Regions from separate parts of the Zea mays genome. Here region 2 is linked to region 1. A link is a contact called in public Hi-C data. All regions are on one chromosome and are shown on one strand. The core of a region is the stretch at or near the end of the contact, and the rest is flanking DNA. Distances in the headings are between cores, read along the strand shown.

Region 1 (6,366 bases), core at 1,056-3,555:
TTCAGTTGTTAAATATATATAAACAGAGATTGACAGGAAACAAAAATGCAATGGATGTCTGATCCATATACGAACCTGTTGAGACAAACGATGGGACCCAATAGCCATAGTTACAGATAAGACGGTCGGCATGGCTATGGGGATGCCTCCAATGAGAAGGACGAGGAGGTTGTCGATCCCAGGGCGGTAAGCCCTGTGCTGGATAGGATACATGACAATGATCTCAACAAACATCCCCACAGCAATTGAGCAAATACAGAAGTTCCCGATAGCCGTCAGGACCTGCACCAAGAAAGTGATATAATGTAAACAACTAAGTATATTGACAATTCAGTCCAGAGTATATGCATAGGAGACAGGGTGTCCAATATTGCCTTCTGGAAATGGCCAACTTGGTTTGTGGAGTCAACAAGGTGAGCAGCCTTTCCGAAGAAAGTGTGGACACCTGTGGCAATCACAACAGCTTCGATTTCACCTTGCTTGACCGTCGAACCAGAATAGACACCATCACCGGGACCTTTAGTGACCGGCAGTGACTCTCCGGTCAGAGCAGACTACAATGCAAGAGAAGTATAAGGAAAAAGATCACTGGAGCTCATCAAAGGCCAAGTTATTTTACAACAGGTGTTGGCAATGGGAAGAACCTGATCGATCTTCAAAGGATCCCCCTCAAGGAGGCGTGCATCTGCAGGTATAATATCTCCGAGTTTAATACTAACAATGTCTCCTGGTACAAGAATGGCTGCGTCTTCCTCGGTCCATCGGCCATCACGAAGAACCTGAAGAAAGGAAAGTCAGTTCAAACTTTTTGGAAGGGCTCAGCAAACGCATGAAGCTTTCCTTGGGAACACAGTGAAACTGCATAGAGGTTGTCTGTGACAAACCTTGGCTTTAGGTGCGAGGCGAGCCATGAGGGCTGCTGCAGCATTACCAGCATTGTTTTCCTCGATAAAACTGATTGTTGAGTTGATGACAAGCAGAGTTATGATACCGACAAAGTCCTGCCAATCTGGTGGCTTCCCCTGATGACATAATCAAAAGACAACTACAACTAAGAATACAGCACAATCATAGATGAAATTTTGAAGTCTGTTAGTAGGTTTCTGTGTCTTACCCCTCCATTGGCAAGAGCAATGGCCATGATTGCTGCAGCCTCCATGACCCAGGACAGTGGGTTCCACATGAAACCCAGAAACTTGAGGAATTTGCTCTCCTGTGGCCATCAAAATCCCAGCTATAAGCAACTATTATATATTTATACGCGTTCTACCCAGCAAGTTGGGGTAAAAAGGAAACAAACCTCCTTCTCCTCGAGCTTGTTTGGGCCAAAGATTTCGAGGCGCTGCTGCGCCTGCTCGGTGGAGAGACCCTCGCGGCTGCATCTCAGATTCTCGAACACTTCCTCGAGGGGGATGTTCTCCTGCAGAGAAGAGAGAAGAAAAGCAACACAATTGCTTATGATGCCGCGAACTCTTCTGAGAGAATTTTGCCTACTACTGTTGCTACTACGTGGAACGAGTATGGCCCAAATGCTTACTCTCTAGGATGTACCAGTTCCTAGAGAGAAGCGAAAAGGAGAAGCGAAGGAAGCAGATTTGATGGGGGAAAAAAAGCTAGGTAGGTAGAGAAATGGAACGTCACTATGCCAAAATGTCAGTCACCTAAAATTCAGGACCACAAACCAGCTAGCATAAAGTTTTCATTCTTTCTTTCTTCTTCGGCTAGACTCTAGACTAGAGAGATGCGAATTTCGTAGAAGAGGAGCAGCAATCTGGTCTAGGAAAATGGGACTAGAAAGGCGGAAGCTTTCATTTTTCTTCCTTCCCAACAAGACATCGTGCAACACACACACACACAAATTGGTGGGGCAGAAGGAGAGGAGAGACATACCAGGTCGACGGCCTCCTTGAGGACGGCCTCGAGGTTGCCCTCCTTCTCAGCCATGGGGGAGGCGCCTCCTCACGGATCTCCTTTCACCTCGTGTGTCCTGTGGTGGGTTGTCCTTGCAGTTACAGATTTATATGGAAACGAGAATGAGGCGGCCGGAGGAGGGCAGGGGAAGCTTGCTCGCTGGTGAATGTGGGTTTGGTTTTCAGACGGGTGGATGGATGGATGGATTGGGGTGGGTGGGAAGTGCGAGGGCGGGATGGGGATGAGGTTGAGGGGGGAGTGAGGAAGAAGAAGGTGTCAGGCGACACCGCGACAGACAGACAGGGGAGTGGGAGTCCACAACGGTAACAGGATTGAGATGCGATGGAATGCCAAAGGAAAAGAAGAAAAGCGAACCAAGCGGATAAAGAAGGAAGGGAGACTGGGAGAGAGAGAAGAAAAAACATGTAGAGCACTCTCGTCCTGCCTGCTGCCTGCTGGAGCTCGGTGACGGCTAGGCGTGTGAACTGTGAAGGGTTGCCTGCTCTACTCATGCATGCAACACAGAAAAGCTAATTAAGGTCAAATTAAAAAAATGGCAGCTGATATAATCTAATCCTCTGCTGGATGTCCGGCGCCATCTGTTCTGTCCTGCTTTGGCGCCGGTAGAGAATAATAGAATAGAAGGGTAGCTTGTGGTAGGTCACAAATGAGATGTACGTGACGTGAATTAAGCAGCACACATCAATCCACACTTTTAGCTGGCAAATCAAACCTAACTGATTCTGAGTATATATGTGGATTTTTCTTTTCTTGATGAACATCTTGAATTAATGAGACTTGTATACTTCTTCTCTCTCTCTTGGATTTGTTTCTTGATGAACCACATGATATATATATATATACATGTGATGGAACTGAGAGTGATGTACATGCAATGCAAGTATGCAACTGAGACAAACCTAGCTCACTTCCTCCGACCAAACTACTACTGCTGTTTGGTAGATAAAGAAATCAAGCCAGAGCGAGAGATCAACAGAAAGATTTACTAGCTAGTACCACAACATGTAGGCCACAAAACAAGGTCAGAGGAGTTTTGATTAGACTGCCAGCGACAGCTGAAAACAACTCGCGCGCAATCGATATCGCCAGTGGTCCAATTAAAAAAAATACAGGGAGAACAAATTAAACCTGGTCAGATTTCAGACCTTGCGCTTTTTTTAAGAGAGAGAGAGAAGGAGAACAGATGGAGATTTTTCCCCCTCTTCTTTTCATTTCAGAAAGGCAATGATTTCAGAAAGGCAAGGGGGTAAAGGCAAACCATGCATGCAACAAAGGTGGTGGTCTGAAATGCAGGCACACAACCAAAGCAAGGCAAGCAAAAAGTGCAACTGACGACAAGGCAGGCAGGCAGGCGCTTTACGGTGGTGCAATCACAGTCATCAACTTTATTAGGCATAGGCAACACCAATCTGTATCTACTGCGACGACAATCATCAGCGCACCAGTCTGGCATCAGGCACGTACTACTGGCATAGCACGAAGTTTGGAGCTGAACGTGTCCGAAACAGGGTTTAATTTAATTAAGCATTTTTTTCATACGGAGCGAACTTTATTAATTCCCTTGCTCTGAACTTACATCTACATACAATCTGGCCACAAGATGAGTTGCAATTGATGCCACAAAACGCCACATGCGTCACGTGTGGGCGGCTGTAGATGAAGATGCTGGACATGTATTCCTCAAATGCAGACACGTAACGTAAGACATGCATGTGTGGAGAGATCGAGATGGGCGGGGCTGATCGAGGGTGCAGGGTGCAGCTTTCTGGGAGATGCTCGCCTCTGATGCTAGTCCAGGAACTGGAACACTGTCAAGGCAGTTTTGTTTTTTTTTTCCGCCGTACAAAATATAAAAATAGGTCAGGAGACATATAGTATATATAGATAAAAAACAATCTAAAATATATCCGATCTATTCTTATATTCTTGTTCTCTCGTACTATCTATTTTAAAGTCGAGATTTCACAAAATAATAAACAACATTTATCTTTTTATATTATTTATATTAAGAAAACTCAAAAATTTGAGGATCTAAAAATTTAGAGGCCCTATGCCATCAGTCCCATCACTCCAATTGCGCTGGGCACCTGAGGGCCCTGACACTGTTGATCTACTTCTGTTAAGCCTTAAGCGGCAGTTGGTACGAAAGAAATAGAATCAGAGAAGGCCGATTTGGTGCAGTGCTCCCGTTTGTAATTTGCTTGCGGTTGCCGGTGATTTAGCTGGGTCGCGGCTACAATCCGTGGATTCCCTCTCAAATAAAAGAAGTATTCACAGCCAATTTTTTTATTGTCTACTTTAATATAATTATGATTGTTAGCATTCATAAAAAGATAAGGGCGTGTTCGCTTGTCCAGGAATGGATCAGGATTCGTTCTAGCTCATCAAAATCTATATAAATTAGAGAAGTAATCCGGCTAGAATTCATTCCGGAGCTCCAATCCGTGAAAACCGAACAGGGCCTAAGGGGGTCTTGGTTCTGCTTCACTCGACTCAGCTTCACAAACCTCTAACCAAACAATACCACTTCAAACAAACTCAACTTAACCAAAAAAAATGTGAAGTTAGCCCCAACTTCACCAAAAAACGTGAAACGGTTAAAGGGATATGTCGGAGAGTAAACTCTAGCCGATTAGCGGAATGCACCCACCTAATTCTAAGAACGGGGCAGTCTAGGATGTCTGATGAGATAGACGAACACAAGAACACGCAAGGATTTAGAGTGATTCGGTCTGCCGGAGCGTAATACACTACTCCACTGTGAGTTGTATTGATGAGTGTTTAAGAAAGCTTGAATCTAGATGAAGACGTCTTCAAGTGAGGATGTCCCGTTCTGCGAGTCCCAGGGTGGGCTCAAGAGCGGTCTGTCTATTGTAGCGCATGTACCATCCCTTTTATAGCTTAAGGGAGACACGTACATGTGCACTGGGCCCCGACAGGTGGGCACGAGAATATAATAATATGAAGCATGGATAAACGAATAAAGCTGGTGGAGCGAAGTCCTCTCTTGGTTACTGTGCTGATTTCCTGACCAGATTCACTTTCACCTTGTCTTGTCAGCATGTGGGCAAAGGCTCTAGTGTAGACTGCGGCGTAGCTATCACACCAAGTTTTAGGGCCAAAACCGAATGCATAGCATATGTGTGCCAGGATCCATTATTCACACATATGTTGACGTCACAAGTGTAATATATCAAAAGACAATGCAATAAAAGCATAAAAGATAGTATAATAACTTTATTACATCATCCAGACTTTAAAAGTTTTAAATAGTAACATCATCAAAGTACAGCGGATATAACATGGGCAACCTTCCACACGAAGATGACTGGCGCATCATTAGACTCAGTACTCGTCATCACCATCGTCACAGTCTTCCTCATCAGCTTCTGATCCAAAAATTTAGCAAGGGGTGAGCTCACTTATGGCAGGGGCTCAGCAAGTGGGAGGAGTTATGCAGGGTTAATAAGGTAGGCTAAGGTTAAGCGGTAAGCATTTTAGTTGGTCAATATTTTATTAACAACGCCTAACTTACTACTTGTAAGTGTATTCCAAAATATCCCAATTAATCATAAGCATATGATTATATCTCAAAAACACTTAAGTGAAACCACTTAAGTAAACCATATAAAAATAATCGGATCACGATTTATTCTCCATCTTTAAGTTTAATTATCATGTGAGGGCCCAAGTTGCTTTTAACCATGAGCACGACTGACATATCAGTTTTACACTCTTCAGAGGTGGTACAACTTTACCCACAAGGTTGTACAGACCCTTAAACACTGCCGAGGTGAATGGCTAGGGATCCATTATGAGGCTTTCACAAAATATCCTTAGTACAAAGCCACCAGCTAAGGTTTCCACGTTAGTATTGGTGACCCTCTGGGCGAGGTAACTTAGCTAAGACTACCACTCCATGTTAACATTAGCTACCACCAAACCATTGTCGCTCCCTCTTGCCCATCTTTCAGGTAGGGTTGCTAAGCACTAAGTCTATAAAACTATTTACTAAAACCAGAGCCATGATAGTACTCGTGGTTGCGCTGTTATCCTGGCTGGTCACTCCATGTTCCATTTAATATGAAATGATCTTGTTTAACCATCGGGTTAACATCATAATACAAATTTCATTTCTGGAACAAAAGTATCATTAAAGAGTGACATCATGATGATCAAGTTGAGCAATAGCACATTTACTAAGCATGGTATTTATCCTAGGTTAATTAAGGAATAGGGTTGGTATTTCTAGGTAATCCTATTTAGGCAAATCCCATCAAATTTATGCAAATATTCAAAAGTTGTCGGAGACCATAATTAGGGGTACCCTCAAGGCTCCTAATTCTCAGCTGGTAACCCCTATCAGCATGAAGCTGCAAAGGCCTGATGGGCGCGATTAAGTCAGGGATCAGTCCATTCGAGGGACTCGATCAC
Region 2 (6,366 bases), core at 2,686-5,185, 220 kb after region 1:
TAGTTAACAACAAGTCCTTCAGCTTCTGCCACGAAGTGATCGTTCCTGGTCGAAGGGAGGAATACCAGGTTTGAGCCACACTCCTGACAGCCATAACGAAAGATTTGGCCATGACTGAAGCATTGCCACCATACGAAGATACTGTTGCTTCGTAGCTCATCAAAAACTGCTTCGGGTCTGAGTGGCCATCGAATACAGGAAGCTGGGGCGGCTTGTAGGACGGAGGCCAAGGTGTAGCCTGTAGCTCAGCGGACAGAGGAGAAGCATCATCAAAAACAAAATTCCCATGATGGAAATTGTCATACCAGTCATCTTCGTTGGGGAAACCCTCCTGATGAAGATCTTGGTGTTGAGGCCTTCGGTGCTGCTCATCCTGGGCAAGATGACGAACTTCTTCAGAGGCTTCGTCTATCTGCCTCTGCAGTTCAGCTAGCCTGGCCATCTTTTCTTTCTTCCTCTGTACTTGTTGATGAAGCATCTCCATATCTCTGATTTCTTGATCTATCTCGTCCTCTGGTGGTGTCGGGCTGACAGCCTTCCTTTTCTGGCTTCGGGCCTCCCGCAGGGAGACTGTCTCCTGATTGTGGTCCAGTGGTTGCAGAGCTGCAGCCCCAGTCGCTGAAGCCTTCTTCGGCGCCATGACGAAGGTTTATGATCGCCGAAGATGTTCAAAAAACTGAGAGTGGAAGTGAGTTCACCGGAGGTGGGCGCCAATGTTGGGGACTTGTTCTCAAGTGCTATGAGTTAAGAACAATGCAACATAGAAAATGTTAATCGTTAAGGTCCTTCGTCCTCCAAAGCATTATTTCCCTTAGGATATAATGGTTTACGGACGAAGGTTATGAAGGACGTACCTTCATAAATTCATTAAACAATGACGAAGGATGAAATATAAAGGATATAAAAGACAACATGAACAATTATATATTATTATTAGGTATAAACAGAAATACCGTTGAATTACAAGTGTACCTTCAATCGGAATGAGATGACAGTACAAGCGTGACGCAAAAAGCGAATGCCAAGTCAGCGTGAACAGTACGGGAGTACTGTTCACCTATTTATAGGCACGGGACGCAGCCCGTACAAAATTACATTAATGCCCTTTACACTTGATAATAATCCTATAGTAATCTGTCGAGGTCTAAATAGCCTTTTCATCTTTAAGTCGGTTTCAACTGCTGCTGTCTCGCCGAAGCTTCCCTGCTTACACCTTCGGCGCTTCACCAACCTTCGTATTATTCTGGTCTACTGTGATGCCTGATTTGAGTCCGAAGATACCTGTTCACACATTATACTCTAGAAACGCTATTAAATCCTGTTTTTGAGGACCTTCGGATGCCGAAGGTCCCCAACATTTATGTTGAACTTTATGCACGTGAGATAAATGACAATTAGGCAAACTAGTTAGTCCACGTGGTTTGTGATGGACGTCAAACACCAAAATTGATTATAGAAAATGTTTAGGCTCATTTTCCTTTCAATAATGCCTATTTTTCTAACAGAAATCTCCGCCTTGCAATGCCCTTTCGCTCTCGATGTATGGAGCCAAACCTTCTCTAGGAAGCTCTCGATGTCCGGAACCAAACCTTCTCCTAGGAAGCTCTTGATGTCGGGAACCAAAACTTCTCCTAGGAAGGGCTGGTCTTACTGCATTAAGTAGACCCATCAAATTTCGACAGCATCAACGAACCTTCTCCTAGAAAGGGGTGGTCTTACCACATTAAGTAGACCCATCAAATTTCGACAATATCACAAAAGACCGAAGAAGATACTTCAATGGAATCACGATCTACACCATGTGGAACGTTTAGAAAGAGCGTAATAGAAGGATTTTTTAGCATAGCTCGTTGTCGGTGTTGCAAGTGGTCGAAAAAATAAGAGTATTTCGCTTTTCTGGAGTGCTGTTAATCGCTAGTCACCTCACCTTTTGATTTTTGATTTTTATTGGTTTCAACTATGGGTCTCTTCATGCAAGAGATGTGCTCCTGATGTGTGTGGTCTTTGATGCTTCTTAACTCTTTTCTCTCTTAAATGGAAGCTCCTGCCATTTGCTTTTAGAAAAGAAATCTCCGTGCATAATTTTGGTAATTGTTATAAGTCTATAACAAGTGGATTAACCTTTACTCGAATATTGGCAATCGTTAAATATGTATATCCTGCCTTTTTTTCACGACCGGTGTGCCTTCGTATGAGTCTTCCGCACCTCATGGATGGTGCGTTTGGTTGCAATGACATGACGGGATGGGATGAGACGATCCCTCAAAAAAGGTTGTTTGGTTCAGGATCAAGGGTTCGAACAGAACTATCCTAGTGTTGTCTCCAGTTATCTCTCAAAAATAGAGGGATAAGAGAGGACAACAGAGGACGTTACTGTTCTGCCTGTCTCGCAACCAAACACACCCTAAATCTTCAAATGAGGCTTCATATATGATCTCCATGGCTTGATCGTTGAGTTGCAAAATTTCTTTTTCTCTAAATGTTAGCTATTTTTATCTCTCCCCTTGGTCCTCCTCTTCAATTTAAAATCTTTCGTATATATGAATGAAACAGGCCCAAGATCAAGGCCGTGCATAATAAAAGCAAGGGGTATGACGTCATCATATTTGTTTTCCTTATTGTTAATTGAAAAAAAAAGATTTATGATTTTTCCATGAGCCGAACACTCATAATGTCCACCAAATCTGTATTTTAGGCCTGCTTTGTTTATATGATTTGTCACATCACTGTTTGATCGGAAACTGACCCATTCCCCGACCATATATCAACCACGAATTTCGCATATGTCATGATTGAATTGGCAGGCCGTTGAATCTATTGAGCACGTGCCAATGGGCAGAACAAGATGAATGCACATCAAGTGGAATTGGCATCAGATCAAATCAAAAAAGGCAATTGAGAGAAAAGGTGATGCCGTTCTGCCCCCTTGGCCGCAATTGGACCGTCAATACACAGTACCTATATGATGTTGACCCTATGGCCTTTTCTATGTTAACGTTTTGTACGGTTCTTGAAGATCTTTTGAAGGACATTTGAATACGATGTATGCGATATCTCCAACAAAAAGTACTATATTTGAGTTCTAAAAATTAAAATAGAACCAAATTTAAAGTGTTTAGGGTTATAAAAACATTTACAGTTCTAACAGTTAAGTCATATACCATATTATTAGAAAAATAGGTCATGTTATTAAAAAAAATAAAAGTATATGAATACAGTAGAAAATAAGGATAAAGCTTTATCATATGGATTCCTATATTTAGGACATGAGAAGACGCATCCTATAATTATTTGATGAATTTTTATAAATAGGATTCATGTTGGCGCAATTTTATGCTAAAATCATATATTTCAAAATATAACTCTGTTTAGGATTTCTATTGGGAGATGTTCTTAGTAACAATATTTTTCAAAACTATAGCTTTAATACTATATTTTGTAATTTTGTATGTAATTGTTATGACACTATAGTTTTGGCCAGCTTCAAAAAGACTAAACAACATCTTAATCTACGATAACTAGGTAAAAGTTAGCCATGTCATGAAAATTTTAGATTGTACTCAAGTTTTTTAATACTAAAAATATATCATGAAATCTAAAATATCATGATTTTAAAAATATAGTTTTCATGAATACAACCAAACACATTATGATATAATATATTATATTATTCTTATAAATTATAGTACTACTTAGGAACTATAAAGTAAACATCCTTACCCCTAAATTATTTTGGGAGAACAGCTCCCCTAAATTTTTCTATATATATTAAAAAGTTTTTTTTTGGAAAATGGGATTTGCAGTTACTTTAAAATGGAGTGCATATTTAATGTTATATGTATATTGGGAAAAACCCCAACCGACTATGATGCTAGGTGAGTAGGTTCTTCTTTCAATAGGGAAAAAAGGAGAGAAAAAAAACGGAAGCATCAAGTCTGAAACTGAAAATAAGGGCGAATAGCGGTTTCTCTCCCTCCCTTGCCTTCGTCTCCGCCTCCCGTCTTTCCTCAAGAAGTCGATTCCCTTCCCCAAGAACCCAAGCCCCCACCATGACAAGCTCCTCCTCTCCTTCCCGAAAGGTACCGGGCTCACCTCCCCCAGTCCATTGGATTCGCCGCTCGGGGAGCGCCCCGGGTGTTTTTCGTCTCGATTTGGCTAACAATTCGATCTATCCCTTTTCTCCTGTGCAGGCGCTGAGCAAGATCGCTTGCAATCGGCTGCAGAAGGAACTCGCCGAGTGGCAACTCAGCCCCCCTGCTGGATTCAAGCACAAGGTCTCCGATAACCTACAAAGGTGCCGCCTTTCGCATCGCATCCCGCCCTCCTTGCAATTGCGTTTGCCTTTTTTTATTTATGTAGTTTTTTTTTTCTTTTGCCTTGTTGCTGTCTCTTCTAGATGGATGGGTTCAACCGTTCAAGAACCCTCTTCTTTTGTTGATATTTGCTCTTGATATCTAGTGCTTTTCTTTGATCTCACATGTTCTCTGTGGAGGTGGATTTGGACTACCTGGCTGATAAGATAATTATGTCTCGATAACTGACCAGGTGGGTAATTGAGGTCACTGGAGCGGCGGGCACCCTTTACGCCGGCGAGACCTACCAGTTGCAGGTTGACTTCCCTGAGCATTATCCTATGGAGGCACCTCAGGTCTGGTTTTCTGGACAAAGATCGCATATTTAGTCAATTACGTCTACTCATCCTTTTTCCCTTCATTTCATTTGATTGAATGATACATAACCATTCACGTCTTTTGCTTCCAGGTCATTTTTCTCAATCCAGCGCCAATGCATCCACACATCTACAGCAACGGGCACATCTGCTTAGGTAAAACTGCTCTCTAGGCATCTTGTCTGATGGGGAACATTTGTGTGTGACTCCCATGTTTGATAATGCTTTTCAGTAGCTCCATGGCTGCGGCCCAATGGGAATGTTCTTTGCGTGTTGTAATAATGTTCCATCTAGCTGTCAGGTGTTACTATTCTAATTGTTACAAGAAAGTTGCCAACTTAGGCCCTGTTTGGGACAGCTCCAGCTCCAGAAAATTTGTTGGAGTTAGTGGAGCAGATCATTAGGTGCTCCAGAAAATCATGGAGCTGGAGCTGCAAGTCTTTAGAAGATATTTAGATAAATCATTTTGTTTATTATTTAGATTAAAATACTTTTAAAATTATTTAAATTGATATTATAAACTATAGGTCCACATTGGAGCTGAAACCTAGAACTATCCCAAACACCCATTTAAGTGCTTTTATAGTGCTATATAGTAGGCTCACTACTGAGATGCCCAAAAATACATTTGCTTTTGTTATTAGAGGGGTCTTGATTGGATTTCCATATGCATATGAAATTTCCATGTGCAGGGGTTTTGTATTCGGCCCTCTAAAGTTATCTTAATGCTTGGATGCTGGTGGCTTGTCTGGTTGTCCCTTATCTTGCCCATATCATAAGGGTACTGCCAATGCATCTGTACCAGCTAGTCATTAGCACAATAGTGGCTTAAGTCTTGTTTTGTATTTATCCTTACATCATGAGTTATAACTTCTTTTCTTCTTTAACAATCTCATGAGATTTCTTGCCTCTGAAATTGATTACTTGAGCTGTCTAGATGCTACTCTCGTTTACGATTTCACAGATTGTTGTTTGTCTGTTTGTTAGATTTGTGAGTTGTGACAATTGTGTATTATATGAATTGCTAAACCTCCTTTTCTTGGTCATTTATTTTTGGAGAATATATTCCATCATATATCGCTTTAACCCGTGGGGAAAAAATCTTGTCTGCCAGACAGTGTTATAGTACTATGCATGTTTGCGTAATAAAAGCAGCCTTTTTATTTTGCGCAAATGTATTTTGTCATATTCCTTGATGGAAGTAAAGAATTCTAAACATGAAGAAAAAGTAAATTCAGAATTGCCAGCATCCAGTTATGACTGAGTTATGAGCCTGGATATGAATGCCTATCTTATTGTGCTGATGTAGGCAGAATATAGCAGGGGATAATGTGTTAGGCAGGGAAACATTTTTTTTTTCTCGGCCAAGGGGAGAGACGTCACCCTGACCTTTTCACTTAAGAAGTTGATGCCGCGACTTGAACCCGGGCTGGCCCAGCAGACCGCTTCTTTGGCGTGTCCGGCTGACCAGTTGCACCGTGAGAGTGTTGGCTAGGCAAGGAAACATGTTAGGTTGGTTGTCACCGCAGATGTTTCAGCAAATTTGCTTCTTGGTTTCTTGCTCTAAGTATATATTATTTCGAATAACAGAAAGTTAAGGGAACAAGATACGGTATACGCATATACTATACAAACCATAACATGCAAAGTGACTATGCTGCATGTAAAATTAGATATAGGAGTGGCTCATTGATGGA

What was found. A called contact is a pair of places that touch in the nucleus more often than the background predicts.
Region 2: a Hi-C map of endosperm shows a contact between it and region 1, with 3 times the contacts expected there. The contact joins the promoter of LOC100272309 here to the promoter of LOC100502231 in region 1. A contact is called at or near these places in 2 of 25 Hi-C or Micro-C datasets (ear and endosperm).

The regions. Positions count from the first base shown.
Region 1 is chr3:106,874,418-106,880,783 of Zm-B73-REFERENCE-NAM-5.0, forward strand. It overlaps LOC100502231 (ATPase 4 plasma membrane-type), which reads right to left and starts at 2,306. Exons shown (of 21, transcript NM_001323633.1): 1 at 1,891-2,306; 2 at 1,301-1,420; 3 at 1,115-1,213; 4 at 885-1,022; 5 at 645-779; 6 at 375-554; 7 at 76-282. The coding sequence starts at 1,944.
Region 2 is chr3:107,092,005-107,098,370 of Zm-B73-REFERENCE-NAM-5.0, forward strand. It overlaps LOC100272309 (ubiquitin conjugating enzyme 1), which reads left to right and starts at 3,936. Exons shown (of 6, transcript NM_001146794.1): 1 at 3,936-4,079; 2 at 4,191-4,294; 3 at 4,546-4,648; 4 at 4,762-4,825. The coding sequence starts at 4,050.